Linked DNA regions of Cricetulus griseus: region 1 is linked to region 2. A link is a contact called in public Micro-C data. All regions are on one chromosome and are shown on one strand. Each heading gives the region's core, a stretch centred on a gene start, on an enhancer-like site or on the middle of the called end of the contact. The rest is flanking DNA. Distances are from core to core; before and after follow the strand shown. Region 1 overlaps LOC103161803 (a long non-coding RNA gene). Region 2 holds the start of Sdc1 (syndecan 1).

Region 1 (2,722 bases), core at 109-2,608, 110 kb before region 2:
GACAAAGAAAGGCTCCTTTGGGGCCACCAAGGCTGGGTTTGTCCACGAGTGTCAGTCAGAGGCCACCCAGAGGTCTGGCTCTGGGTAGTTGCCTCACCTACTCCGCTAGGCAGCCCTCAAGGGCCAAAGGCCACATTCCCATGCCACTCCTGCTGGAGGCTAGCCAGGCTTAGTTAGAGCCTCTCACTGCCCCACTGGGCCCTCACCTGAGTTATCTCAGGCTTGCTCTGAGGGGAAACAGTCGATTTCAGTTTCCTGCAGGCTTGAGGGCTCAAGGTCAATTCACTGTTAAGGACTCAGATTCAGAAGAGTGGACCCACAGACCTGAAGCCGCCTCCAGTCCCTGCAGGCTCCCAGTAAACAGAGATGGGAACCCCCACTCCCACCTGAACTGAATCACAAGTCTTTTGAAGATAACCTCACAGGAGTTCCAGGGAACAGGACATGAATTGTCTACAGACCCATCTATTCATTCATCAAATACAGGTGCATTTGTATATCTGCCTCCTCCCAGGTGCTGTAGCAAAAAACCCACTCCTGACAAGAGTGACAGGTGCATTGCCAACCCCATTGTGAACAGCCAATGGGAGGACAGGAAGGCTCTGGAGGAGACTGTCTAGCTCTGGCATGTGGAGCCGCTCATCACCATGTCTTAGCCTTTGCTGGAGGCTGGACAAGAATAGGCCTGGATGCTGAGGCCGTGTGAGAAAAGAAATCCTTAGTAGCCCAGGCCACCTGGCTGTCCCAGAGGCTGGAATGACACAGCCATCTATCCACTCACAAGCCACTGTGGCCAGAATAGAGACCACAGCACATGAGGAGAGCCAAATTTGCAGACAAGACACTCTGGATCCCTGTACTAGTGGCTGGGCTTGAAGACCCCAGCAGTCAAGATGAGCTCTCCAGGCCCTGGTCCTACCCTAGGGATCATCTCTAGCACTCCCTCACCTGACACTGTTTCTACAAAGAAGGGCTTGCCCTCAGGGCTTCCATGTTGCCATGGCTATATGGACAGGCACAAGAGCATCAGACCACCTTACAAACATTCAGATGGAGCACTTGAACTGGAAACCCAAATAAGGACTCAGCCAAGACTACTCCTCCTGCTGAAACAAGGTAGGGGTAGTTCAAAGGAGATAAAACCAGGGTGAGGTGGTTGGAGGGGTCAACATGAAGTCTACTCCTAATGTGCCCTCGCTGGAGAGGCCTGATGGTAGGGAGCTTTCGGGAGGTGCCTATAAAGTGTCCAGGGGCGCAGACCCTCCAGTGACTGAGCCCTGCCCTCCTTCCACAGTACTAGGACCTGTGTCAGAACTTGGGCAAATCAGCCCACTTGTTAGAGCCTGATAACTGAGTGAGTCATGGCAGTTAAGACATTGTGGTGAGCTACGAACCTCAGCAGTGAATCACGTCACCTGAAGGGAACCTCCTCTTTCCCTCCTACATGGAACAGGAAGAGAAGATGGCTGGTTGTTGGGGACTGTAACATCTGGGCCATGAGACTTCTGTAGTCTGACTTGGCTGGAATGCTCAGAATAAAAGACACAGGAGTCCAGGACACTGAGGACACAGGCTAAACGTTCTGGTGCTGCCTCTAGCTTGCTATGGACCTGAACAGCTACTTCAGTTCAACCACAAAATGTTCTCAGCCTGGCCCATCCTCCTCTCCAGCTCCATGGAAAATCAGGCAAATCAACCTAGCAGGCAAACAGCAGGTTTCTATGCATATATAGCATGCTCACAAACATGCACAAATGTGTGTATACATACAAATTCCTGTATGTGTATGAGCACACATGTGTATGCAGGCACATATATGGACCTGTATACATATAAACATAGACACACGTGTGCATGCATAAGCACATGTGCGCAGGAAGAGCTCATACAATGTTGACAGTTCAATATCATGTGGCTGAGCAGTTCTATTCTGTAACTCACAGCCACTATTAGGGCAATGATCCCATAGTCACTATTTACTAAACAGTGCCTCCCCCAGAATGCTATATGTTGAAGCCCTAATCCTGTAGTGCCTTGAATTGTGGCTATCTACCAAGTCAGGGTCTTTAAAGAAGTGGTTAAGCTAAAATGAAATCAATAGGGTAGGGGCTTAATTCCATTTGACTGTTCTCCATGCAAGCTGGGGAGAGGCCACCTGAGGACAGAGGGTGACAGTGGCCATCTAGAAGAGTAGCATCGGAAGACCTGCCCATGGATGCCTTTCATCATGGGCCTCTAGGGTTGTGAGCAAGTACAGTTCTGATGTTCAAGGGCCCAGACTGTTCTGGTAGACCTAGGAGACTTACAGTCAACAAGAAGCCACCAGGCTCAATCACAGGCTCCTTGTTTGTCCTCAAGTCCTCAGAAGCTATTTTCTTTGAACCTAGCTCTGTTGGGCAAGTGCATGTTCCTCTCCCAGCCTTCACTTTCAGGGTAGGATCACCCCACTGTCCTCTAGGTAGCTCTTTTCTAGCCAGTTCCAGGCAGGCCATGGGCCTCTTAAGCTCCAGGGCACTATGGGCCTCCCTCTGTTCAGCAGCCTGCTATCTTGGCTGGTTTTTTGGTCTGCCCCCCACTCACCCCAGCCCTGGTCTGCTTCCTGTACCTTTGCCTGCCTTAGCCTTTTACTCCAAGCTCCAGGCCTGACAGCAGCAAGTATGGAATGACCCATTGAGAGATCCCTATCATTTGCTTCTCTGATGTTTTCCAGGGGCAGAAGCAC
Region 2 (2,829 bases), core at 110-2,609:
CGAGGCTCCGCACCCCGCCTCTGCCTCTCAGGGGGATGGTCAAACCGGGGAAAGGAAAGGACCCCCGGTACTCCACAGAGGGTGCGGGGGCTAGGGGCGTGGACACCCGGCGGGCAGCGCTGACACCTGGCGGCGACCCAGGACCGGGCCCACGTCAAGGGCCGGCGCTGCGGGGCGGTTCCCAGGGAAGGGTTACAGGGGCCGAGAACAAAGCGCCCCCGTTGGGGAAGGCGGGCTAGCGGACAGCGGCTGGAGCGGGAGCGCACTTTCTGGGGATCCTTGACAAGCTCTTTGTCGGCCGAGTCGCTCATTAGAGAGACCGACCCCCGCCAAAGGTGGATGGCTGCATCCTACCCAGAGGCCTCCCCCCACCAATCGCCAGCTCCGCGTTCGTCCCTCTTTCCCCGCGGCCCTACTGGGCGGGCCAAGGGACCCGCCTTCCCTGCGCGCGGCTTAAGCACAAAGCCGAGTCGGGGGAGGGGAAGAGCCGTACCGGGGTCCACTCGCGGGGAGGGTCTCCAGCGCAAGCCATGCGGAGGAGGCCCTCCGGGGGGCAGTACAACTTCAGCGACCCCAAAGTTGGGTTCTTAGGGTCTTTAACATTGTAAACCCAACTTCCCGGAATCTCCCACTGCCAGCTCGGCCCAGCTCACCTGGGACAGCCAGAGAAAAACTCAAGGGCCCCGCGCCACCCTCCTGTGTCCCACACACAGCCCTGATCCTGGTCCCTCCGGCAAGTCGCACGTCCGCCCCCTCCCGCTCCCGCACCGGCTCCGTTGCGCCCAAACTTGCCCGGGTGCAAAGAGCCAGGCTCCCGGGCTCCACGGCGCTGTGGGCGCAGCCTGCAGTCTGGTTTGAATTAGGGTCTGCGGAAAGGGCGTTGTGGCCATGGCCATTGCATCCCTCCGGGTCACTGGCGAAGGCCAGGCCGCTGAGGTGGCCAGCGAGACAGCCACGGGAGAGAGTGACTTTAGGCGCCGCCGCAGGCCGGCGGACTCACACCCATGTGGAGTCGTTTTACTTAATTGAGCGCTGGGAACCAGTGGAGGCTCCACTCAGCGGGATGCCCCAGCCCCGACCACGAGCTGTGGGACCCGCGTGGCACCCGCCGACCGTGGAGGGAATTGGGACAGGAGTCCTTATTTAAGGACTCACCAACCCTGGATCCGCCAGGCAGCGCGGGAAGAAGTCCCCGCTCCCCTCCCCCTCCACGTGCCGCCGCCTGCATGGCATCGGCGGGTGGCGAGTCCAGGCTTCCCGCCGCCTTCTAGCCCTGCCCCGGGCCACACTCACCGGGAGGACAGGCTGCAGGCGCAGCGCCAGCGCGCAGAGCCAGAGCCAGAGCGCCGCGCGCCTCATGCTGCCCAGACCGGCGGCGGGAGCTCCGCGGGCTGCGCGGGTCGGAGTTGCGGATTGAGCGGAGCTGCGGGCCGACTCTGCTGATTGGGCTGAGCTTTCCTGTTCCAGGCGTCTGCCCAGAGTGAGGCTGTCCTGAGTGAGCGAGGGCTGCAGGTTCCACCGGCTGGAGTCAGCTCCCGACTGCCAGATTCCTTCCTTTGCGACAGGCTCTGTCTGCTCTGGCCCGCACCTCTCCCGCCGAGCTCCGCCTTATAATAAACCCACAGGCTCTTAGCCGTTGCAAAAACTAGCCGCCCACCCCCAGCTCCGCGGGCCTGGGTAGCCCCAATCCCCACCCCTCGGGCCCCGCCCTCCGGAATGCCCCGCCCCCTCGGAGCGCCCCACCCCCGGAATACGCCACACCCCCTTCCACGCCTCCTAGGATCGAAGTCCACTCCTGTCCTCAGCTCCTGCGGGTCCGAGGCCCACCTTCCTTCGCTGATCACTGGTGCGGACAATCTGTGATTCCCGCATCGTGTCTTCCTTGATGCGTGGCTGATGCGGACCCAGGTGCAACCGCTACTATGGCCTGGTTCGGAGTCCCGAGGCTCTGCCCTGGAGAAGGGCGATTGTTGGTTATCTGCGCGCGAGCCTGCAGCGCCCTCTGGACGAGGGCGGCCAGCACCCTGCAGGTGAGCAAGATTCTGAGCGCCACCTCACAGCCCCACAGCGATGAGGCTGAATATAAACCGAATGACTGATGTATTGTTCCCACCTCTCCACCGGGTGAGAATGGGACCCCTAGAGTCTTGGAGCCAAGTGCTGAGAACTCTGGACCTTTGAAGACATGAGCACTATTTGGAAGAGCTGACTTTTTTTGTTGTTGTTTTAAGTTTTTGCTGTCTTTCTATAAGAGACAAAGCCCTCTCTCTTCGTAGTCCAAGACCAAAGGAAAAAATAAATGGCCTCTTTGTTTCCAGGTGACCTCAGGCATCTGAGGAGCTCCAGCTGAGTTCCTGCTCTATAGGGCCTGGACCCCCACGGTTTCCAACACCCTTCTAGCATGTCAGTCAAAAAAAAAAAAAAAAAGAGCAGAGAGAGCCTGCGGGCGTGGCGAACTGCAGTGAGAGCAAAGGCGAAGAACCGGCCCTGTCTTGCCCTCAATCTGTAGATGGTGCCAAAGGACCTTCGCACCCGAAAGTCAGAGGCCAAAGACGGCATCTTCTTCATCCTGGAAAAAGGAGCCAGATGTGATGCACCTTAGGCTCTTGGGAGTCTCCAGTGTAGAGTCTACACTATGGAGCCTGCCTTCTGGAAGTTCAGTAATTTTCTTTATCCCACCACAGGCCCGCAACCCGGCACTCAGCAGTGTACGAACACCTTTGTCATCGGGGAAACTACCTTGGCGGGGGTGGGGGGGGTGAGGAGTGGGGGGTGTCTACACTTACCGGACTCTATCTACGTATCCTGCCAAATTCTTGCCTGGATCCT

The links. Hi-C and Micro-C count contacts between places; a contact is called where the count stands out from the background.
Region 1: a Micro-C map of the CHO-K1 cell line shows a contact between it and region 2, with 5 times the contacts expected there. The contact joins the enhancer-like site here to the promoter of Sdc1 in region 2. A contact is called at or near these places in 5 of 8 Hi-C or Micro-C datasets (the CHK-Q cell line, the CHL-YN cell line, the CHO-K1 cell line and 1 more).

The regions. Positions count from the first base shown.
Region 1 is chr7:19,265,722-19,268,443 of CriGri-PICRH-1.0, reverse strand. The region is part of intron 3 of LOC103161803 (a long non-coding RNA gene); the gene reads right to left. Among named protein-coding and RNA genes, the nearest start is that of Laptm4a, 48 kb to the left of the region's middle. Within about 2 kb of position 1,358, at least 3 of the 6 cell types and tissues checked have open chromatin away from gene starts, as enhancers often do. A contact at or near this core is called in the CHO-K1 cell line and fibroblasts, where this site is marked.
Region 2 is chr7:19,159,671-19,162,499 of CriGri-PICRH-1.0, reverse strand. It overlaps Sdc1 (syndecan 1), which reads right to left and starts at 1,359. Exons shown (of 5, transcript NM_001244042.1): 1 at 1,294-1,359. The coding sequence starts at 1,359.